Linked DNA regions of Mus musculus: region 1 is linked to region 2. The links are chromatin contacts, called in public HiChIP or PLAC-seq maps. All regions are on one chromosome and are shown on one strand. The core of a region is the stretch at or near the end of the contact, and the rest is flanking DNA. Distances in the headings are between cores, read along the strand shown. Region 1 overlaps Cdyl (chromodomain protein, Y chromosome-like). Region 2 holds the start of 1700019C18Rik (RIKEN cDNA 1700019C18 gene).

What was found. HiChIP or PLAC-seq counts read pairs in DNA pulled down with a chosen protein or histone mark.
Region 1: an H3K27ac HiChIP or PLAC-seq map of embryonic fibroblasts shows a contact between it and region 2, with 4 times the contacts expected there. The contact joins the enhancer-like site here to the promoter of 1700019C18Rik in region 2. A contact is called at or near these places in 1 of 484 Hi-C or Micro-C datasets (bone marrow-derived macrophages) and 11 of 115 datasets of contacts at active chromatin or transcription factors (bone marrow-derived macrophages, craniofacial prominence, embryonic fibroblasts and 7 more).

Annotation. Positions count from the first base shown.
Region 1 is chr13:35,753,015-35,758,218 of GRCm38.p6, forward strand. The region is part of intron 3 of Cdyl (chromodomain protein, Y chromosome-like); the gene reads left to right. Among named protein-coding and RNA genes, the nearest start is that of Cdyl, 96 kb to the left of the region's middle. Within about 2 kb of position 3,042, at least 48 of the 459 cell types and tissues checked have an H3K27ac peak or open chromatin away from gene starts, as enhancers often do. A contact at or near this core is called in embryonic fibroblasts, where this site is marked.
Region 2 is chr13:35,209,145-35,213,838 of GRCm38.p6, forward strand. It overlaps 1700019C18Rik (RIKEN cDNA 1700019C18 gene), which reads right to left and starts at 2,904. Exons shown (of 2, transcript NR_126478.1): 1 at 2,678-2,904; 2 at 1,516-1,698.

The DNA.
Region 1 (5,204 bases), core at 1,792-4,291, 540 kb after region 2:
TAGTAGACAGTTGTTACTGATATTACTAGTGATTGAAGTCTGAAATCGCAGTTTATATCCCATAGTGGTGCATTAGGGGTCTGGTTTGGCAACAGTCTTACCCGGCAGGTATTTTGAAGGTAAACTAGAACCTGAAGTTTGTGTAAATTAGTTGAGAGGAGGGAAGATTTCTCCTAGAAAGACTTTGCATTGCTGTTATTAAAATGAAATATGGGGCTGGAGATGGCTCAGCAGGTAAGGGCACTGCTTTTCCAAGGAACCAGGTTCAATTGCCAGCACCTCTATCAGGTGGCTCACAAATGCCTGTGACTCCACTTCCAGGCGATCTTTTGGCCTTTGTGAGTATCTGCATACATGTAGAACACATGCATACACGTAGGCACACATAAAACATTTAAAGAAAACCTTTAAAATGTATTTTATGTTTTCATTTTTGAACAAGATGTGTGGGAAGGCATGCTTTTTCCAATACAGTGTCAAGTAGCTGAAGTCAGCCGTAGTCTCTTGCAGAGTGCCTTCATCTGTGTATGATTTCCAATGTAATCGTTCCTGCTGAATTCAGTTTTCTAGATGATCCTTTCCCATCATTTGTTTGGAAAAGCCTAAAACTGTTGATTGCAGGCTATGAACATTTCTTTTTGTCAGTAATTTACTGTTAGAACTTCACTGCATCAAGTAGATGCACACTGGAGCCTTTTCTAATTTACCGTGGGACTAATCTCAAGAGAGAACTAGGGGACACCCCTCCTCCATTCTTTGTAAAAAAAATAGTGACATATCTCATGTGCATTGTTCAACTCTGGGACTCTGTGGGGATTTATGGGGACTGCTGAAGTTGATGTTAGTTGTAGCGTACTTGGACTTCACTGGCTTTCCTAGCATGATCTAACAGCGCCGAAGCACAGATCTGCCAAGGTAGGCACATGCATGACTTAAGGTGGTGGGACTTTGGGGTCTTGGGTCATGAGCCTTGGGAGAGCATAAAGTGTGAGGTGAATTTATGCAAAGGTATGTGTTGGAATGAACTGCCTAGAAGGTCTTCTTCAGAGCTTTGGCATATAGGTGGTAAAGTTAAAGTCATTTTTATGGTCTGTGTTGTACAGTTTTCTCCCAAGCCATTGCTCTGTATTCCATAGACCTGGGGAGGGTTGCTATGAGACGTTTTGAAATGGTCCGGGAAGGTGAGCCGTGTTAGTGGCTTGGTGGGGCCTGTGATCTCCTGCTGCTTGTATGTGTGTTCCCAAGCTTGTTATAAGAAGCAGGATCCTGTGCATTGTCTTCTAGGACAATCCTTAACTGGAAGAAGTATGAGCTGATTTGGTGATGTGTGAGCGAGGTTTGAAATGGCCAGAGCATCTTTTGTCAGTGATTGTCTCCAGTGCTTTAGAGCGTTCAGGCGGCCTAGCTTCCTGCTGGTTGCTCAGGGGTGCTGTGTGCCCCAACTCAGCCCCTGCTTAGAGAGCCATGGTCAGTGGCAGCAGCTAGCACAGAATGCTTGTAGCACAGTCAGTGCTTGTAGCACAGTCAGTGCTTGCTTCTGAGGGCTCGCTGCCTTACCCGGGAACAAAGCTGTCAGGAAGCTGTGTCTTCCAGAGTGCTGTAGTTTGCCTCAGAACTGTCCTCCAGAGGCCTGCTTCTTAAAGGCTTGATAGATCACGAACCTGTGGCCTTATTGGAAAGTGCTGGGCCCTTTAGAATGGGGTGGCGTGGGTGTGGTTGGAGGAAAACTTGATCCCTGGGGGCTGTCTTGGAAGGAACTATTAGGATTCTGGCCACCCCCACCCCCACCCCCCTCTGCTTTCTAACCACCATGAAGTGAGCAGCTAGTTCTACTTCAGGTTTCACCGTCTCACCACAGGCTCTAGATGCAATCCTGTTTATGTCCACCGTGGTCATCTGCCTTGGGTACTGACAGGCTCCCTTGTCTGAGTTTTCTTGTTCCTGGGTCCTGTCTCTGACTTGACTTGATTCCCCACCAGGCCTTCTGCTCTAACTCTCAACTTTGGCTCTGCACTTACTGTCTTGCAGAGCTCTGGACCAGAACACAGGGGCCTAACTCCCACTTTATTTACCTATGTTTTTATCTGTGTGTTCTAAGAGTTTCCTTTTTCTATGAAGTACAGTGTAAGCAGCTGAGCTCAAACTGACTGCCGTTGTCTTCTGACTGGTATATACTCCCCCCTGATTCGAAGATATCCAGATAATGCTTTGAGCCTAAAGAAGAGGTGATCACATGAGTGTGTGTGTGTGTGTGTGTGTGTGTGTGTGTGTATGTGTGTGTGTGTGTGTGTATGTGTGTGCGCGCGCTCACAAAAGTGTGTGGGGGTGTAGTTCACTAGCAGATGATTTGTGCTTTTCCTCTCAGACTGTAACAGAGAATGCCGTAGCATCTGTAGTTGGATACCCAAAATGGACAGTTTTCATCCCTCTCTCTGTTGTGCTTCTTCCTGTTCATGCTGTTTGGCTCTACTTGGCCCGAAGAAGGCTCAAGTACCTATTAGGAGTTGTCAAAAGCTTTTAAGAAGTGGGGCCTAATGGGAGGTCCTTAGGTCACTGTGGGGCATGTTCTTCACAGGGATAGTGAGAACCTGTGTTCTCTTGCCTCCTAGCTGGTAGGTGAACAATTGTCTTTCAGCGCGTGCTCCCTGCCACAGCCTGAAGCAAATCAGCTGTGGGCCGAAAGTAAATCTTAATTCTGTAAGCGATTCTCTCAGGCATTGCGCCACAGGAATGGAAAGCCGTGATCCACACATCCATACCTGTGTTGTCTTAATTTATAAATTAGGCATGGTAAGAGAGTAGGCAATATTCTCTAGCGAGTTTTATGGCTGTGTGCTCCCTTGTTGGCATATGCACCCTGTCAGAGTGCCTGTTTGTAGTGGTACAGTTTCACTTGAAGGAGTATTTTATATCTCTGTTTGACACGTCTTAATTCCTAATCTCTGGGGCCATTATGTAAAATACGAGTTCCTTAACTGTGAGCCCTGTGGTAACTGATAGTTTTACAGCCCAGATGGCTATCAGGTGACTAATGGTGGGTAGTATATACAGTCAGGATACATTTTATGGGGGCTGATGGGCACACGCAGGCTTCTGTGGGGTTGCATCATGCTGTCACTGTGGTGTGGAGTTAGTTCTGCTCTCTTGTTCTTTTTTACCACTCCCCTATCTACCTCAGAAAGATCTTCAGATTAGCATGTCACTAAGGTTCTACTCCTACATGCCTTCTGAGTGTGGTTTGGTTAAATGGATGAATACATATCTGTCAATTCCTTCCTGAGTAGCTTCAGATTTATAGTGGTTATGCAGAATAAAACTTAAAATGTCACAGAATACATTTCTTTTTTGTTTGGTTGGTTGTTTTTTTGTTTGTTTGGTTGGTTTTTTTTGAAACTTTGTTTACTCTCTGTGTAGCCCTGGCTGTCTTGGAACTTACTCTGTAGATCAGGCTAGCTTCAAACTCAGATCTGTCTGCCTGTGCCTCACAAGTGCCGGGATTAAAGATGTACGCCATCACCACCTGGGCTGCAATTAAAAAATTGTTTTAAATTGTACGGGTGCGTCACGTGTGCACTTAGTTGCACGTGTCATGATGTACAGAGGTCAGAAGATAACTTGGTGGAGTCTGTTCTCTCCTTTAGGGATAGCATTGATGTGGATTTCTTCGCTTCCACTTTGACGTTGATTCTAGGGTTCAAGCCCAGGTCTGCCAGGCTTATGTGGCAAGCACCTTTACCTACTGGACCATTTTGCTGGTCCCGAAAATGAGACCTTGTTGAGATAGATGTTCTCATGTTGGTAGGAGGGAATCAGATGTTAACCGTTAGAGCTCGGTAGCTGTAGGGACACCCAGTAAGTACTCCCTCCCCTGTTGTGAGAAGGCAGGCCCCAGGGGGGAAAGGAGCACTGGGTCAGCGTGGTGGTCAGCGTGGTGGTAGGGAGCAGCTGTTCTAACATTTTTCAGAGTCACAATTTCACTAAAGGGGAGGGTGAAGCCTTGGGAGCTCGCCTTGGGGCTTCTGTGGCTTACTCTGCCGCAGTGGAGGGTTGTGGGTGACCTGAGAGGCTGCTTCAGTAGTGGGTCAGGACTCTCCCCACTACTGGGGTGAAGCACAGTAACCCTGTGTGTACCCTCTGATAAGACCAAAGATTGGACCGCCCCCCTGCGTTCCCCAGCTCTTGCTCTAGGTAATGGGTGGAGAGTAAAGATAGGATGGAAATACGCATCCGTTTTCTGGGGGGTTGGGACTGCAGTCCTCCGCTCTGACATGGGAGGTCACATCTGAGTGTGGCCCTCATTTACCTGTGCATGACAGCAACCGTCCTTGCCTTGCCCATTATTAGCGATGTTCTTCAGGGATCCAGGGTCTAGCCGATTTGCCCTTTGGACTGGCCAGTGGCCACAACCCCTTCTGTAATGTGCCATGAGCCAGTCTCTCCATGTCCATGTAGCTGGAGCTGCTGTTCCCACAGTCTCTGGGTGCTTCTGCATTATTCCAGGGATTGCCCAGTGGGATGGCTTCATGTAGTGGACTCCTTGGGGGGTCGTATGTTCAGATAACCTGTATATCAGATACTTACGTTATGATTCGTAACAGTAGCAACCTTACAGTTATGATGCAGCAATGGAATGATTTTGTGGTTGCAGTCATCACAGCATGAGGAACGGTTATTAGGAAGGTTCAGAGCCACTGATTGGATCTAGAAGATCTTTGGCTGGGGAGGGTGTGCTTTAAACATCCCCTAGGAAGGTGGAAGCTCCAGGAGACAGACGTTATCCGTGTTCCCACTTGGCTCAGAGCCAGCCTTTTGCTTCTGGCCAGCATTTCCCTTTGAGCATTCCTCCCAAACCGAGAGGAAAATTTGGTTATTGAGCCCAAAGACCATGCTATCCTTAAGAGCCCTTCTAGAACTCCCTGTTTGTAATCAGAGCATACTGGAGCTGGAGATAGGATCTAGTTAGCCTAGGCTACATAGGGAGATCTGTTTCAAAAGAAAAGAGTCTTCATGAGTTTTAGAGGGCTGATATACCAGTGTGTGCAAGAGTCTGCTGCTCTTAAGAATAGTTGATGATCAGCTTGGGAGCCTGGAGTTGTTCCCAAAGCCGTCATGTTCCCCTGGCACTCTAACATCAGCAGGGCGCTCTAGAGAGAAGGCAGCCAGTGATTGGCATCTCCAGGCCCTGAAGGTAGCAGCCTCTTGAG
Region 2 (4,694 bases), core at 1,654-4,153:
GATGAGTCACCGACAGGGGGAATCTTAGGCAGTGCTTGTGTGATGGAGGCTGGAAGAGAGTGGAGCATTTCTAGATCTGAATGTTGTACATGTGTACCCGCAGGGGCTCAGACACAAGAGCAGGGAGGCTGATGCCTCCCTGGGCTTGTTCCCCAGCTTTCATTGTTAGAGAGTTGGGGAATACTGTCTGAGTTGTGAGGTCAGCCACAGAGAGAACGTTGGTTCTGTAACACGGAGTCTAGGAGCATTGGGTGAGACACTCAGTGTCCAATCATGTGCACTGTTTGCACGTGTATATTCTCCTTCAGGGCTGCTTACAAGTGGCCTGGGAAATGCGTGGCGAAAGTCCTGTCCTGAGCCACCAATCTTTTTATGATTTTGTAGCTACTTTCTGGGAAGAGGTCCCATGAAGATGCAATGGTTATTGATGTGAGAAACTGATTATAGCCCAGGAATCAGGGGCAAAGGGCTTCGGAAGTCAATGGAAGCAGTAAAACAGCTATTTGTCCCCACCCATGGGGCTTCTGGCGGAAGCCAGCTGTGTGTGGACAGGCCCGTGTCTCCCTGCTTTTGATATCTCCTGACAGTCAGAAAGGGAAGTGTCAACAGGCAAGGGGAAGTACAAGAGAGCTTGAGGGTTGGCAGCTCTGGCTTTGAAAGTCTCCAGTGGTGTAGATAGTGCTTAGATAAACAGCCCATTCACCATGTGTGCTTCCCTTAAAGGGAGGAATGAAGCTGGAAGTCAAGGTCACGCTAATAGTGTCTTCACACAAGACCTTCATAGACTCACACCAGCACAGTGTCTGCACACAAGACCTTCATAGACCCACAGCAGCACAGTGTCTTCACACAAGACCTTCATAGACCCACACCAGCAGTGTCTACACACAAGACCTTCATAGACCCACACCAGCAGTGTCTACACACAAGTCAGGCTCTACAGATCCCCCTCTGGAACAGAAGGACTTCCTCCCCAGCTTCAGGTGTCACCAGCAGACTGCCTTCAGTTGCCAACTTTTCTCCAGAAATACCTCAGTGACAAAAGCCTTATGGACCAAAACCAGGATTCCTTCTTAGTCAGGCTGTACTCAGTACCATGTAGAAGATAACTGGTCATCAGAGAGAGAGGGAGAAAGAGAGAGGAAGATAGAAAGGAAAAGGAAGAGGGGGACGGGGGAGGGGAGAGGGGGAGGGGGAGGGAGAACAAACCAGAGAGGAAATGGCCTTGGGTTTGTGACCAGCTGCACTGACAGTGGCTGTGAGGTAGATGGCATGAACAGAGATCCTCAGTCAGAGCATCATGGTCAGCCTGGGAGAGGTGGTCAGTACAGAGGCTAATGTGCCAGTGGAGCCACAGCAGGCAGGAACCAGGGCCCTCATCTGTACCATTTAAGCATCTCTCTGGGGACCCGACCAATAGGATATGGTAGATGAGATGTTATCTGTTGTAGAAGCTTCTCTGCGTACTCATGGAGACCGAAGACCTCTAGCTCAGTCCACACCAGCACTGTTTTTGTGAGACTTCACTCTTTTATTTCAGTGGTTAGAACATTCCTGTTTTATTAAACCAACGAGGGCAGATTGTGGGCTTTTGGCATGGCTCACCCATATTCACTTGGAGATGTTTAGTTTATGCAGAGTTGATGACTCCATCCTTCAGTGCAGGGTGGGATCACTTTCCTGACCAGCTTGTTCTTTCTAAAAACAAGAATAAATTGTAGAATGTGGATTTTGTTTTTATCCAGAAAAATAGAAGATATGTTTCCCCCCCACACAAGTTCATTTCACTTTATATATTTGTAATTAATAGTATGTGTTTCAAATAGTGTGAGTTTTAGACACCACCCGCCCCAAGAGAATAAGGACAGTCACATGATGATTCAAATACTTCTACTTGCGTGGCCTGAGGCTCCTCCCATAGAGTTTACAAGTTCCTGTGATGAGCAGCTTGTCTTTGTCCACCATAACCAAAGAAAGGCTTATAAACCACACTGAAAGGCACGGACTGGGACAAGAATCATAGGAATGGAGAAGGGATGGGTGCAAGTGACACTGCATATTAACTTGATGACTGCCCTGGAGAATGCATTGATAGAAAGTCAGGGAACTTCACTCAAACCCAGCACGAATCAATTTTGTAGCCCTGGAAACGACCAGAATTCTGACTTTGCTCTCTGCTGCCCGGCAGTACACAGGAGAGATGTGACAAGCTGATCTGGAATCCACTCCTAATCTCACAACAAAGAGTGCTCACCTGCTACTGTAGCATCTATAGGTCCATGACTGTGTTAGAGATCCATGCAGTGTCAGGAAAGGTTAGGGACATAAGAAAGGACTGCCAGCAGCAGGGGACAGTTGGTGACCAGAAACAACAGAGTTCCCTGTCTAATATTTTACCTGTGATTTTCTTCCATGCTGTTGGCTGTGGGTGGCTCCTGTCTATTCCTTACTTATTCATAGTAAGGAATAGACAGGAGGTTGATTGCTAAGCCACTGGGCATGGGAGGAAGGGAAGGAGCTCTGAGTGGGTCAGGGGACCCAGGTGTGAAAGAAACTACCTTGCCTGATAAGAGGCAGGAGTTATTGGTTTGTGGGGAGGGAGGAATGACAAGGAAGAACTAGGTCCAGTTTTAGTCTGTAGTGGTTTACATGGTCCCGATCACTGAGGGGAACTTACCAGTTGTACGATGAAAAGCCAGCCACTATGTGTGTTTTCAATTCTTTGAGGTGTTGTATTATTTACTTCTCCAGTGGCTGCCATAAACTATCTGAACAAATACAATGTAAGGGGGTGAAGTGTTATTTTGCCTCGAGGTTCAAAGGTACCATCCACCATGACAAGGCCGGCATAGTGAGCAGCAGGAGCTTGAGGCATGCGCAGTCAGGAAGCAGGGAGTGTTGACTGCTGGTGCAGTTTGAGGCATGCGCAGTCACGAAGCAAGGCGTGTTGACTGCTGGTGCAGTTTGACGCATGCGCAGTCAGGAAGCAAGGAGTGTTGACTGCTGGTGCTCAGCTCGGTTTCACCTTTCTATCCTGTTATGCATTTAGGGTAAGTCTTCCCACCTTGATTAACTTGTCTAGGAAATCCTTCACTGATGCGCCCAAAGAATTGTCTCCTGGGTAATTCTAGACCATGTCAAATTTAAAGTCAATATGAACCATCACCACAGGTGTGCTGCAGAAACACACGTCTGGCCCTTCTAGAATGCGCTGCTCATCAGAGACCGTCTTTAAGTCTGTTTTAAGTTCATGTGGCTGGGCCAGGATCTCATCCACAGATGGAACAGGAAAGCAGGTTCTTTGGCTGCTGTCTAAACCAGGCCTTCATCTGGATGAGAGCCCAGCTCTGACACAGGCCAATAGCCAGACAGTTCAGGGACTAAGGGAGCTTGCAGGCCAACAGTCATCACGGCTTCTTCTACCCCATCAGCAGGCCTCAAGAGGCTCTCCCACTGGGGACCTACCCTCCTGATCCTAGTGCAGAGCATACAGGGAACATGAGCCTGTGAAAAGGCAAAGTAAGGGCACTTTGCCTCACAGTCTAGATGGCTCAGCAAATAAATGTTAAGTTACCTACATACAGAGTGAATGGAAGGCCGCAGAAAGCAAGTCGCAGCAAACAGCCACATCGACTGACAGACACAAGAGGGTGGAGACTGTCCTCTACAAAGTCACCAGATCATGTGTTTCACACCAGGGAGGTATATAAAGGGCTGAATGGGTAACAGGGATACGTGGCAGTGTGGGGGTAGAGGAAGGAAAAGAGATGGGATGCGCCTGTGTAGCAAAAGAAAATTCAACTTGCCCTCTCTCTTTATTCTAGAATCTTCCTTTCAGCTTTTAAGTTGATTTTATCATTAATCAGATTGAATATTCTTGGGCCCTTGTTAAAGATAAAGTCTCAGCCTCTAGTCTAGCATTTAGGGGGTTCCCATATGCCAATTGCAAATGCAGCAAAAGTAAGAAACAGCCCTGACTTTGGATAGAGGATATCCTGGTTTGTTCTGTCTTTGGTCCATCTTTATCTGGACAATCCCCTACAGTGTCACTAACCCACTCTCTCCTGTCTTTCCCTTATCTCCACTTCTTAAGTCCAATGTTCATGTCTCTCCTCACCCCAAGCCTTCCCAGTTATCCAGAACTCAGGAGTCTGTCCCCGCCCCACTGCAAATCTTCCATAGAACTTAATAGCAAACGTGAAGAGTTCCAAGTCCAGACTAAAGTTCCAGATCTTTCTATGATTGCGAGATCTTCTTATAGGAGACACAAAACCTTTCTGTCCTTGGATTTCTTTTTCTGAAAAAGAGTCGTAAGTTTCCTGGGAGAACGTAGATGGTTTTAGGTTGAAGAAGGAATGCAGATATCTGAGTGGCAGACATGTAGAAAAGAGCCAGTGTTGGTTTCACGTCCTCTGCTCATTCTTTTGCCATTTTATCACAGCTTCAGCTCCATGGCATCTTTATATGAGGGGTTGTTTGCTTTTGTGATTCTTAGTCTGAATTTCTGGCACCCAGAAACCCTCCTGCTTTGCCTCCCTTGTACCTGGGACTTTAGATGTATAACACTGTACTCAGCTTATGTATAATTTTATGTTTTATATGTCAAATCATTCGCTGGTATCTTTGGGTTTTTGATCTGTAGATTTAACCAACTGTGGACTGAAAATATCCTAAAAAATAAACGTGTGCCTGTT